Linked DNA regions of Mus musculus: all the other regions are linked to region 2. A link is a contact called in public HiChIP or PLAC-seq data. All regions are on one chromosome and are shown on one strand. Each heading gives the region's core, a stretch centred on a gene start, on an enhancer-like site or on the middle of the called end of the contact. The rest is flanking DNA. Distances are from core to core; before and after follow the strand shown.

Region 1 (3,689 bases), core at 801-3,300, 570 kb before region 2:
GGCCATTTACAGACCTCTAGAGAAGGCATGGAGTCCCACACCCTTGAAACCCACTCTGAGGTTCACAGAGGGATGAACGAGCAGTGGTGCTCACCCTGCGGCTATGCTCCCTTCCCTGAGCTCAGGTCCTCTTTGGGCTGGGAAAGGAAAAGAGGCCTGAGTGTCTGCCTGCCCCTGGGCCCGAGGCCATGAATGTAGTAATACTGCCTTAATTCTTACAGGGCCAGCTAGCTTGAAAGGGATGTAGCTGGGTGTGGCAGCTCATGCCCAAGATCCTAACACTTCAAGAGACTTAAGCATCACTATGAGTTCGAGGCCAGACAGTGAGACGAGAGCCAATGTGATAGTGACCCATTATCCTGAGCATAATTAGGGGTCATAGTCCTAGTCCTACTGTGTAATGCTAAGTAACTTTGGAATGACAGGTTTCTCGCTCCTTTGCTAGCAAGCTTCCCTGCACCCCTCAATACCTGACTTAAATGTCATGTCACTTGTGAATGGTCCCCAGCTTCTTTAAGCTCCTTCAGAGAGCCCTCTCTTAATAGATCACTTGGTCAGGATTCAGCCTGGGGAATTGTGAGTCCCAACTTCATTCTAAACGCACTCACTGTCCTTAGATCAAGTCTATAGAACCCTTTCTACTCAGCAGCTGTTTTAAGGGGCAGTTCACACACCCAACTACTCATCCATTTGAAGTGCGTGATGTGGTGGTTTTCAGCTTATTCGTAGTGATACGTGACTTTAAACACAGTCTAATTTAGAGTGTTTTCATCACCCCCCACCCCTGCAAAGCAAGCTCCCACCTACTATAGCCGTACCTACCCCCTGTACCACACCACTCCACCCTTTCTGTGGCAGCTGCCGACCAGTGCCGGTCATCCAGACAGATCTGCCTGCTCTGAATGCTTCACGTAAGCAGAGTCACTCGACATTAGGTGCTTTGTGACCTGTGCCTTCAGCCACTTGGCCCAGCGTTCTATTTTATTATTTATTTTAACCTGTATCCATCTATTTTCATCTCTCTCAGTTCCATGCTTAATATGCAATGTACTTTGATCATTTTCTCCGTTATCTCCCCCCTGAGCCCCCTCTCACTCCAAGTCTATTTCGTCTCCGAAGTGTTTAGCTAGAGTTGCCTGCATGTACCTGGGTGGGTCGGGGGAGGGTCATTTACCCAAGGAAGGGCAAGCTACCTATGGCTACACCACCAGAATGATACTCCACCCCAAGTAACCATTAGCTGCCAGTCAGTTCTCAGGGAGGGCTGGGCCTTATAAACTCATCCCTGCTCATAACTGAATGTTGATGGATTTAGTTTTGTGCATGTCTTAGCACCATGTTCTGGAGGCTCAGCCCTTATGGCAGTGGCTATTAACCTGTGGGTCACAACCCCTTTGGAGTCACATATCAGATATTTGCATTATGATTCATAACTGTGTCTGGCATCTGTCTCTCTGCTGCCACTCCCTGTATCCCAGGACACACCCAGTCTTGGGAAATCCCAATGAGAACTTCTTCCCTCTCTTTTCCTCTCAATGCTCATCACTGCTCTTTGATTGGAAATTCTGGGAACTGTGGAGGAAACCTGAGGAAGATGGAAGGCCCACCCCACTCCTGCATCCCTGATGTTCCCATCCTGAGACACTGTTTCCATTCATCAGAAAGCTCTGGTGCCATCATGTCCAGCCCAGCCCACCTTTGCAAAGTGACGAGGCAGGGAGGCTGAGTGAGCAGAGCCCTGGGTCTGAGGGTCTGTTGGGTCTGTAGCAGAAGTTATGGAGATCGGCATGTCTGCACTCCCATGATGGACTGGGGAGGGCTGGCATGATTCCAAAGTGACCTTCAGGCAGAAGCAGGATACTGGGTAGTGTCTGAAGTGGGAGCTGCCCCAGGTTGCAGGGAAGGTGCACTCAGGCTGAGGACTTTTGAGCTTTCAGCTCTGCCTGGGGTCTAGACTTACCTGTACCCAGAGTTCCAGACACAGATGGAGAGAAACTTAGGCTGGACCAACCCAGAGGCACATTTGTTTGTGTATGCGCGTGAATGCATGATCCTCCCTCATCTGACTCACAGGGCTTCCTAGGTACTCTGCCCCTCTTCCTGTGCTCAGGGCTAAAGAATTCAAAGATCTTCTGATGAAACCAAGGAAACATACCCACCCTGAAGCCCAGGGAGTCTGAGAGGTGTCAATGGCTCTTGCGTTTCCCAGAGCTAGCATGTCTCTGGATAATCTTGGATGGGTCCTAGGGTATAGGTGCTGCTGCCTGGTCTGCAGGGGCCTCACAGTGAGGGTACAGCCAAACTCTTGTCTGGATGCTGAAATGAACAGACACTTGACACTCACTAGGTTAGACCCTGGAGTGCAGACTGGGATGCAGAGATTAGAACATGAAGAACTGGGGTGCAGCTCAATGACAGAGCTGTTGCCTAGTGTGTTCTACCTCGGCATAAGAGTGCAGTTCCATGAAGCATGCTTGCTGGCCAGCACTGCTACCTATACATGCTGCATCACATGCACAAACTCCGCAGTCCCCACACAACCTACACGTCAGGTACTGCTATTGTCCCCATTGTACAGATGAAGAAATTGAGGCACAGAGAGACTGAGCAACTTTTTCCAAGTCACACAGCTCAGAGGCAGCACCAGTTTACTCTAAACATGAACTGTTTGGTTCTGCTGAGTGTCACCCCTTTTTCCTAAACAGGTAAATAAAGTGCTTCCTGCCCTGTCCATACCTGGGTATGAACATGACCTTTCCCTACATGGGTACACATTATTCCCAGAACAAGAACCCGTTTCCATGGAGTCAGGCATGAATAGTAAGAGGGGGGAATGTTTCCCAGTGAGCCCAGGTCACAGTCTCCAATTGGACTTACTGGGACAGACCAACTGTCAGGGGACTTCTCCCTGGGACTTCTGACATTGCTTTTCAGTTGCACTGAGTTTTTAATCCAAGGAAACAGTGCTCACTAAAGAATCAAACGAGACAACACTTGCAACAGATGGCCGGTACTCCCTGCATACCCACCTCAGATATCTATCCTGGGGGTCATGAAAACAGTCTAGTGCCTGGGCCTGAGGACGTCCCGGGCATCCCAGAGGCTCAGCAGAGAGAGCAGAGTCCCGGATACAGTGCCAGGATGTGCACTAGCGAGTCTCTATGCATCACCGGCCCAGGCAGTATCAATCAGGTTCTGTCTCACCAGCCACCTCCTCCAGGAAGCTTTCCCTAGTTCTTCAAAGGAGTTAGCAGCTTCATTTCCAACCCTCACCACACCGGGCACTGCAGGCGATGTGTGTACTGGGGCCTTTGGAGCAAATACTGTCTTATCTGCCTCGCTGTCCCTGGCACCTGCTGTGTACCTCCTGGATGTGAAGCTGGTACCGCAAGAGTTGTTCACTGAATACTAAGAGTAACAGATGGACACGTAGCTCTGGCCCACACCCAGTGTCCCCACTGGTCTGGGGTCTGATCTGTTCAGTGCTGTGCCATGAAGAGGGCTGAGTCTCTGCCCAATTCCAGCCACCCTCTGGCATTTCCTTCTCCACTCAGTTTCATCACAGCTCTCAGGATTGCATAGCCTGGGTCCTCGCTCCTCCCAGCAAGACCTAGCCCTGTTTTAAGGCCCTTTCTGCCCCAGAGCCCTGAAGTCTAGGAGGGCTTGGGAGAGTCCCACCCTTTCCTTCT
Region 2 (4,087 bases), core at 1,351-3,850:
AGTGGACTGAGGACCCACTGGACTCCCAGCCTTTATACCCTTAACCATCACCACAAACATACATGGAGGCAGCTGTACATAAGTCACCATCCTACACAGTTGCCATGTGCCAAGCCCTAACCAAGGGGTGGATCCTATCCAGCCTTTACATGTGTTAGTCATTCATTAAATTCTAGGCATTAAGTCTGTGGTGGACACGCCATAATTTCCTTTTCAATACATAGTCGAATTGAGATTCCAAAAGATTAAGAAACTTAGAGCAACAAATCTACAAGAGGTAAAGACACGACTCTAAACCAAGTCACTCCTAGTTTCAAATCCTTAGAATAGTCCACATTAAATACACATACGCATGTAACACACACACACACACACACACACACACACACATTACAGGAGTTGATCTGGCTATCCTATAAGCTCATATTTGATAGATTTAATATTATAGCTCCTTCCTTCCTTTCTTCCCTCCTTCCTTCCCTTTCTTTCCCTCCCACCTACCTACCTAACTTTGAAGGCTAGAGGAGCTCAATGGTAGAAACATGCTTAGAATCTGTGAGCACAGAATAAATATATAAATAACTTAAGCAGTGCATCTAGCATTTTGGTTTACTGTGAACATTTTTATAGGCTCTATGGGCTCAACCTAACAAGTGTAAAATGCCATCCAATGGGAACAGCATTTACGAATCTTGGCTGTTGGGGCCAGTGAGATGGTTCAGCAAGTATAGGAGCTTGCTGCTAAGTCTGACAACCTGAGTTTGATTCCCAGAATCACATGGTGGAAGAATCCACTTCTGTAAGCTGTCTTCTGACTTCTATATGTGGTGCCATGGCATTTGAACGTGCATCAGCATGTGCATGCACACACAAACATACACACCTATGTATGCATTTATCTATGTATGCCTGCATGTATGCATGTATGTATGTGTGTATGTATACAAACTAGAGAGAGACAGTGGTGCCTGCCTGTAGTCCTGACTTCTCAAGGCCGATGCAGCAGGATTGATTACTGGAGTCCTGGTAGCCGTGTGAAGCCACCCAACAGTCACCTACAGCAGCTTTACTGTGTGATACAGCCCCGCCAGCACTGTACCAGGACTCTGCCTTTAACTTCGAGAGCCATACTGGTACTCGTGAACCGATTATGCCCCAGTGGCTTGGCTTTGCACTGCCCTAATGAGCATCCTCATGTGTCCTTGGCCGCTGGCACTCCTTCCGTGGTAGGTCTCGAATGTACCTGAGGATGAAAGGACTTTTTGCATCTTGATGTTAGAGGGAAAATGGCGCATATGTCTCAAGTTGCACAGCCATTCAGCTGGCTTCTGAGCACCGTTGATGCTTTGGCTAGCAGAAGACATAGAGTGGAAGGAGAATCAAGTCAGACGAAATGCTACAGCCAGGTTCCTGACACTTTAATGAAAGTCTGAACCTAGCTTGGCTGTTGTCCACAGTTAGTTCCTGGCGGGGATAGAAAGTCAGGGAAACAAGATCCCTGACCTCAGCACAGTGAACCCCAGGACTGATGGAAATGGCGGAGACAATGGCCTTCATGTCCCATCACTCACTGTGATGGTGACCCTTAACTCTTTTTTTTTTTTCTTTTAAAGACTGAGTCTCTCTACATAGCCCTGGCTCTCCTGGGTCTTGCTATGTAGACCAGGCTAGCTTCAAACTCCCATAGATCTGTCTGCCTTTGCCTCTCAAGTGCAGGGACCAAGGTGTGCACCATTGTACTCCCAGCTTGGACTGGGCTTGGGTCTGGTCTCAAAGGATGCTTGTAAGCTTGACAGTAGAAGACAGAACATGACCCGGAGCTTCTCATGTTGCTGTCTCCATGTTCTAGGTGCTGGAGTTGTAGTATGTACCATGGTATCTGATTGATACAGCACTGAAGTCTGAGTTCATGTTGTCGTCTGAGCCATATGGCTAGCCCTGAACTGGATAATATGACTCTGCAGAGGCCACTGGAGGGCGGCTGAATGGGCCTGTGATCTGCTCTTAACTCCTGGGAAGCCCCATCCACAAGCTGAGCCTAAGAATGGATTTGGGCTCCATATTGGCTCTCAACAGAGATTTCCCTGAGGCAGTAAGGAGCCCCCCCCCCCCCGCACCCCACACCCCTGCAAGCACTTGAAAGCTCTCAAAAGCCAGTAAAAAGACTCTGCTAGCTGAGGAAAGCTGTCAAGTTTCTTTGCTTTTAGGATTATGTCAACCCAGGTAGAAACACAGGTTAGGCCAAGTTGATCAGAAGCTCTGATTGGCTGTTGATGACCTAATGGGGATTTCAGGAGAGCCATTGGGCAGGCAGCCACTCCTAACCAGCAGAGCCACAAAGCAGGAAGGCGGTGTGCAAACCGATAGTGTGCTGGGGGGGGGGGGCAGTATATTTGAGGAGCTTATGGGGGAGGTGGTGGGGGCAGCCAACCAGGAGTTTAAAAGCACATGGCGTGTTGTAAACAATAAAAGAGAGCCTCAAATTGGAGAAACAATGCTACCCCCAAGGTCCTCCTGGGTTCCTTTGTGTGCTCCAGCCTTTGGCATATGCCAGGTGTCTCTTTCTCCCCAGAGAGCAGGCTGAGCACACAGACAAGAGCTGACAAGTCCCTCCCTCCCTCCCTACTACCGCCCAAACCTGCTCCACGATGCCCTGAGGCGGCCATCAGCCCCTACCTTGAACTCATGCCAACCTGCCTACCCAGTCTTTTTCTCTTCCAGGTGGCCACAAGGTTAGCATGTCAGGCTGTAGTCTTGTGTTAGGGTAGGTACCCCCCTTCCACATCCCCCACAACACACACATACACACTTTATGGATTCTCCAAACAGAAGGGACGAATAGAAATAACAGGGAATACAAACTGTGGGCACAGTCAGAGAGGAGTGTTTTGTATAACAGGAAGAGTCGCTGGGGACTGGCTCACCTGGTGAGTCACTGCAAGTTTGTTCCTCTTGGCTGACTACCAAAAGAGAAGAGAGCACAGGCACTAGCCTATGGCCTCCGGGGAGGCATGTGGGCATTTTAGAGAGGCCAGGGTTTGCAGAAGAAAACAGCAGAGCCAGTGGAGAGCCACCAGGGCTGGGATTCTGTGGGACCTTTGTGTCTCCATATGACCCTGGGTCCCCCTCTCTGCATGACTTCAGCTGCCTCTTCTGCTAATGGGGGAATTCTAGGCAGGATACCCCCACATTTTCCAGCCCAGCCTAGCCCTCCTGGTGTTTCATGAGCTAAACAGAGTGTTCTGATGTTAATACTACTAAGAGCACCCCAGGCCAAGGCCAAGGACCTTGCTATGGGTTTCACATGCACGAAGCTAATCTTGAGAGTTCTGCCAAGTGCAGAAGATCTCCCAGAGGAGAATGTGGCTTCCTAGGACTAACAGCCTCACTCAGTGTCACAAAGCTAAGGCTTAGTGACTCCGAAGTTTCCGAAATATAATTTGCTTTAAAAAAAATTAACAGATACCAGGACAAACAGAAGGCTGGGGAGGTGAGCTGGCTTAGCAGTGAAGAGGGCCTGCCTTGCAAGCCTGAGAGAGAGCCTGGGTGAATAGCCAGCACCCGTGTAAAAGGTGGACATGTCTCTGCATGGGCGTGTAACCCAGGGCTGCAGAGGACAGAGATGGGAGAGCCACTGAGACTTGCTGGCTGCCAGCCTAGCTCTAGGTTCAGTGAGAGACCCTGGCTTGAAGGAATATGGTGGACAGCAAAGGAGCAGGACCTCTACCTTCCTCTGGCCTCCGCACCCAGGGCTCACACGCATGTATATATGCTACACACATACTCACATAAAAATAAACAAAATACCTAAACAACAACAAAACCCACATAGAAAAGCAAACGGCTAGTGCAGATTTGATGGCCCAAACCACTGGTTTATAGACTCACAGACACGGTCCTGGCCAGCTCACTAGCTTGTTTTCTCCAGAGCTGGTGTGCTTATGGCTGTAATTTTTCTCAATTTACAACAGCATACATATTTAATTAAGCAGAAACACGAAACCCACTGATGTGTTCATGGCTAAGTAGACACTTAAAACAGGTTGGGGCACCTTATGCTTTGATTAGACGGGTGCTCTGTGCACAT
Region 3 (4,105 bases), core at 160-2,659, 730 kb after region 2:
GTGTTTATTAAAAGATAAAGAGGGGGGATATGTTTTATGGCTGTGTGGTGAGGTGTGGGGGAAGGAGCCATCGCAGGGCCCATGCTGAGGCATCCCTTCCTCCTGAGGGACCAGCTATAGCACCATAGTATAGAAAAGAGTTTATTCAGGATATGGGGAAGGGAGTTAGGGTAGTAGAGGTGGAGAAAGGCAGAGAGAGAGGGGAGGGGAGGGGAGAGGAGGAGAGGAGGGGAGTAGAGACTGGCCATGAGGAGGACTGAGCAGGAGCAGGAAGGCAAGAGCAAGAGAGAGCAAGAGAGAAAGGAGGGGGCAAGCAGCCCCCTTTATAGAGTGTCAGACATACCTGGCAATCCAGGTAACTGTGGGGCAGAGCTTAGACAGAATGCTAACAGTGGGCATCCAAAAGATCCCCTCAGAGGCCAGAAATGTGCTTTGGCTCTCTGTAGCTGGCGTTGCAGGCTGCTCTGAACTGTACGGTGTGTGTGCTGAGTACCCTGTGCAGGAGTTTAACTGTGATCCATTTCTCAATTTCTTTCTCCATTTGTTAGCCAGATTTCTGCTTCTTTGACAGTTCTGTAGAGAACCAAATTAAAAAGAGGAAAGCTTCGTTCTGGCTCATGGCTTCAGACATTTGGGTTTGTGGTGAGGACAAACATGGAAGCTGGAGCCAAAGGAGGCCGGTTGCCGAGTGAGTGCAAGAGAGGCAGGAGAGGGCTGGAGCTGGGCGGCAGAGTCCACGGAATCCAAACTTTCCTTCCAGGGTCAGGGGCCCTTGGGAGATCACGGAGGTAAACAAGAGGTCACCTTCTGGGAAAGCAGAAACTTGCGAGAATCTGGAAGGTCTTTCTCCAGCTTTCCAGAAGGAATAAACAGCTGTTGGAACAGACTCTGAGCAGCCCAGCTGCAGAGAGGAGATATCTTGGATCTGTCAGCTGCCTGCATGGTGTACAGAGCGCTTCAGGGTTGCTGCTTTTGTGAGTCGTCACTCTGTTTGGGGCTTTTTGGTGATGCAGCTGTTTTTGAGCCACACCTGGTACTGTAAATAACCCCTCACCCACACTCCTGTTAGCAGACCAATAAAATCTCACTAGTTTAACCAAGTTGGACCTTGGTGTGGATGTTTCTTGGTTCTGTCATGGGGTTGGTTCCCTTTCTGAGAGAACAGATGTGTGTGTGTGTGTGTGTGTGTGTGTGTGTGTGTGTGTGTGTGTGTGTGTGTTTGTCTCCCCAGGAAGTCTATCACACACAAAGACTGGTTCCCTTTCTGAGAGAACAGATGTGTGTGTGTGTGTGTGTGTGTGTGTGTGTTGTGTCTCCCCAGTAAGTCTATCACACACAAAGACTGGTCCAACCAGTCCCTTTGAGGACGTGCACCCAATGATCTCACAGCTATTCAGGTAAGCCCCGCCTCTTAAAGGTCTCAGCACCTCCTGCTAGTGCCACAGGGCCAGCCAAGATCCGGGCAGCAACGCCCCGCACATTCTACCACGGAGCCCCAGCCCAGCCGCTTCACAGTGGATTCTTCCTGTGTTATTACTATTCCACAGGATTTGCCTAATACTTATTTACCCAATACTTATCTGTTAAAATAACAAACCTAAGAATGGTCATTGCAACCCAAATCTTTCTGTTTTTACAACCTGAAGTCTCAGCATGCTCCAGGCAAACTCCCTCCTTCCCATGCCTTAATTGCCTCTTCATTTGAGGGAAACACCAGGGGGTTTGGAGTCCTACGGAAAAGATCAGGGAAGAAAGGCGATCCAGGGCTCAGCACCCCAGCCCTGCCGATCTGACCTCGTGTTCAGGAGTACTCCACTTTCCCACAAAAGGTCAAGGACGCTCAAGACTCAACAGAAGGCTCCAGGTGCCAGGAGCGAGCCTTGCCCCAAGCAGGTGCAGAGCTGAAATCCATCGACTGAATCTTAGAAACTTCCTGCTCAATGTTTTTCTCTGTTGCTAGGAAACCTGGTTTCCTTAGCTGGTCACCGGTTAGCACCCCCTCTTGTGTCCAGAAGAGCAAAGTTCATGGTTTCAAACTTACTCCCTCCACTTCCCTCCACTTCCCTCCTCTCTCTCTCTCTCTCTCTCTCTCTCTCTCTCTCTCTCTCTCTCTCTCTCTCTCTCTCCCTTTTCTCCCTCTGTTTCTTTCCTTCTCTGACTTTCCCTCTCTGTCACACACACACACATGGGCGCGCGTGTACATGTGGATGCAGGCGGCCTCAGAGACCACACATGTTGGATCTTCCTGGAACTGGAGTTGCAGGTCACTGTGAGCAGCTCAATGTAGGTGTGGGGAACAGAACCCGGGTTCCCTGGAAGAGCAACATGCACACTTAATCACTAACTCATCTCTCTACTTAATTTTTATCATGGAATACGTAGAAAAGTATCCAGAAGTCTGGCATGCCTTTAATCCCAGCACTCAGTTTTCAGAGACAAGAGGATTTGAGTCTGAGGACAACCTGTGCTACCTGTAGATTCTGTATCTTAAAAACTAAAGAAATGAGAGGGGCTTGGTGGCCCTTGGGAGGCAGAGGCAGAGGCAGAGGCAGAGGCAGAGGCAGAGGCAGAGGCAGAGGCAGAGGCAGAGGCAGAGGCAGAGGCAGAGGCAGAGGCAGAGGCAGAGGCAGAGGCAGAGGCAGAGGCAGAGGAGGCAGAGGCAGAGGCAGAGGCAGAGGCAGAGGCAGAGGCAGAGACAGGTGGGTCTCTGTCAGTTCAAGGGCAGCAGCCTAGTCTATAAATCGAGTCCAGGACAGCCAGGGCTTTGTTACAGAGAAACCCTGTCTAGAAAAACTAAACTAAACAAACAAACAAAAAACAAAGACAGAGGACTTTGCCACTCCCTTATTCAATCAGACATTGACTGCCCAGGAAATCATACATCTCCCGGATCTGCAGGGCTGTGCCTGCATTCTTTTTGCTTTGTGCTTAATTATCAGAATACATATTTAAAAATGGGAAGTTTGTGTAAATAAAGTCACACATTTCATTCAATCTAATGTTTATGGGCACTGGAGAGAAGGCTCGGCCATTGAGAGTGATTACGGATCTTGCAGAGGCCCAGAGTTCAATCCTCAGCACCCACTGGGTGGTTTGCTCACTACTGCCAGGAACTCCAGTCCCAGGGGATCTGACACCCTCTTCTGACTTCTGAAGGTACCGGGCACTCATGTATACATACTTCCACACAGACACACACATAATTTTAAAAAATTAAAATGATCTATCACACTATGTTTGTGAGGTTCATCAATGCTATTACATGAAAATGTGCTTTCTCATTTTCTTTTAAAATTAATAATTAGTATGTGAATGTATGATGTGGGGATTCAGCTGTCCACGCCACAGCGTAGACATGGAGGTCAGAGGGCTATGCCACGGAATTGTTTCTCTCCTCCCACCGTGTGGTTCCTGGGGATGGAATTCAGTTTTGCTAGGCCTGGGTGCTAAGCTCTCTTACCTGCTAAGTCATCTCGCTGGCACTGCTGTATAATATTTCAGTACATGACTATACAATAATTTCATTCTGCTCAGGGACATTTGGACTACTTTCAGATTGGGGCTGTCTTGCACAGCGCTGCTTCGAGTCTTCTGTCTTCCCTTATGCTCTGTTGCATGAGGCTGTGCTTCTCTCTTGGGTATCGATGTGACAGTGTATCTAGGTATACCTAGACAGTGTATCTCTGGCTGGCTGTACTAGATAATGCCAGAGAGTTTTCCAGAGTGGCTGAACAAATGCCTGGCTGATCCTGCCCAGCACACTGTTCATTCCCACTGCTCCACTCAGCAACATTTTGTATCACCAGATAGTAATTGTCACCTCTCTTGAGGGTGTGTAGCCCATGGTCATTTTAATGATTCCATATAATACAGTATATTAAGTATGTGTCTTCGAGTTTTATTGTTGTGAAGAGACACCATGACCAAGGCAATTGGAGCTGGCTTACAGTTTCAGAGGTTTAGTCCATTATCATCATGGTGGGAAGCATGGCAGGGTTCAGGCAGACCTGGTGCTGGAGGAGCTGGAGAGTTCTGCATCTTGATCTGAAGGCAGCAAAAAGACTGTCTTCCACACTGGGCTGAGCTTGAGCATATATAACCTCAA

The links. HiChIP or PLAC-seq counts read pairs in DNA pulled down with a chosen protein or histone mark.
Region 1: a contact with region 2 is called in a FOXA1 HiChIP or PLAC-seq map of pancreatic cancer cells. The contact joins two enhancer-like sites. A contact is called at or near these places in 1 of 115 datasets of contacts at active chromatin or transcription factors (pancreatic cancer cells) and 2 of 9 other capture datasets (embryonic stem cells and liver).
Region 3: a contact with region 2 is called in a FOXA1 HiChIP or PLAC-seq map of pancreatic cancer cells. The contact joins two enhancer-like sites. A contact is called at or near these places in 2 of 39 promoter capture datasets (cranial neural crest and embryonic stem cells) and 1 of 115 datasets of contacts at active chromatin or transcription factors (pancreatic cancer cells).

The regions. Positions count from the first base shown.
Region 1 is chr6:114,419,806-114,423,494 of GRCm38.p6, forward strand. All of the region lies in intron 1 of Hrh1 (histamine receptor H1), which reads left to right. Among named protein-coding and RNA genes, the nearest start is that of Hrh1, 24 kb to the left of the region's middle. Within about 2 kb of position 2,051, at least 26 of the 459 cell types and tissues checked have an H3K27ac peak or open chromatin away from gene starts, as enhancers often do. A contact at or near this core is called in pancreatic cancer cells, where this site is marked.
Region 2 is chr6:114,985,856-114,989,942 of GRCm38.p6, forward strand. No RefSeq gene overlaps it. Among named protein-coding and RNA genes, the nearest start is that of Gm38876, 42 kb to the left of the region's middle. Within about 2 kb of position 2,601, at least 112 of the 459 cell types and tissues checked have an H3K27ac peak or open chromatin away from gene starts, as enhancers often do. A contact at or near this core is called in pancreatic cancer cells, where this site is marked.
Region 3 is chr6:115,716,467-115,720,571 of GRCm38.p6, forward strand. No RefSeq gene overlaps it. Among named protein-coding and RNA genes, the nearest start is that of Gm24008, 5.3 kb to the right of the region's middle. Within about 2 kb of position 1,410, at least 261 of the 459 cell types and tissues checked have an H3K27ac peak or open chromatin away from gene starts, as enhancers often do. A contact at or near this core is called in pancreatic cancer cells, where this site is marked.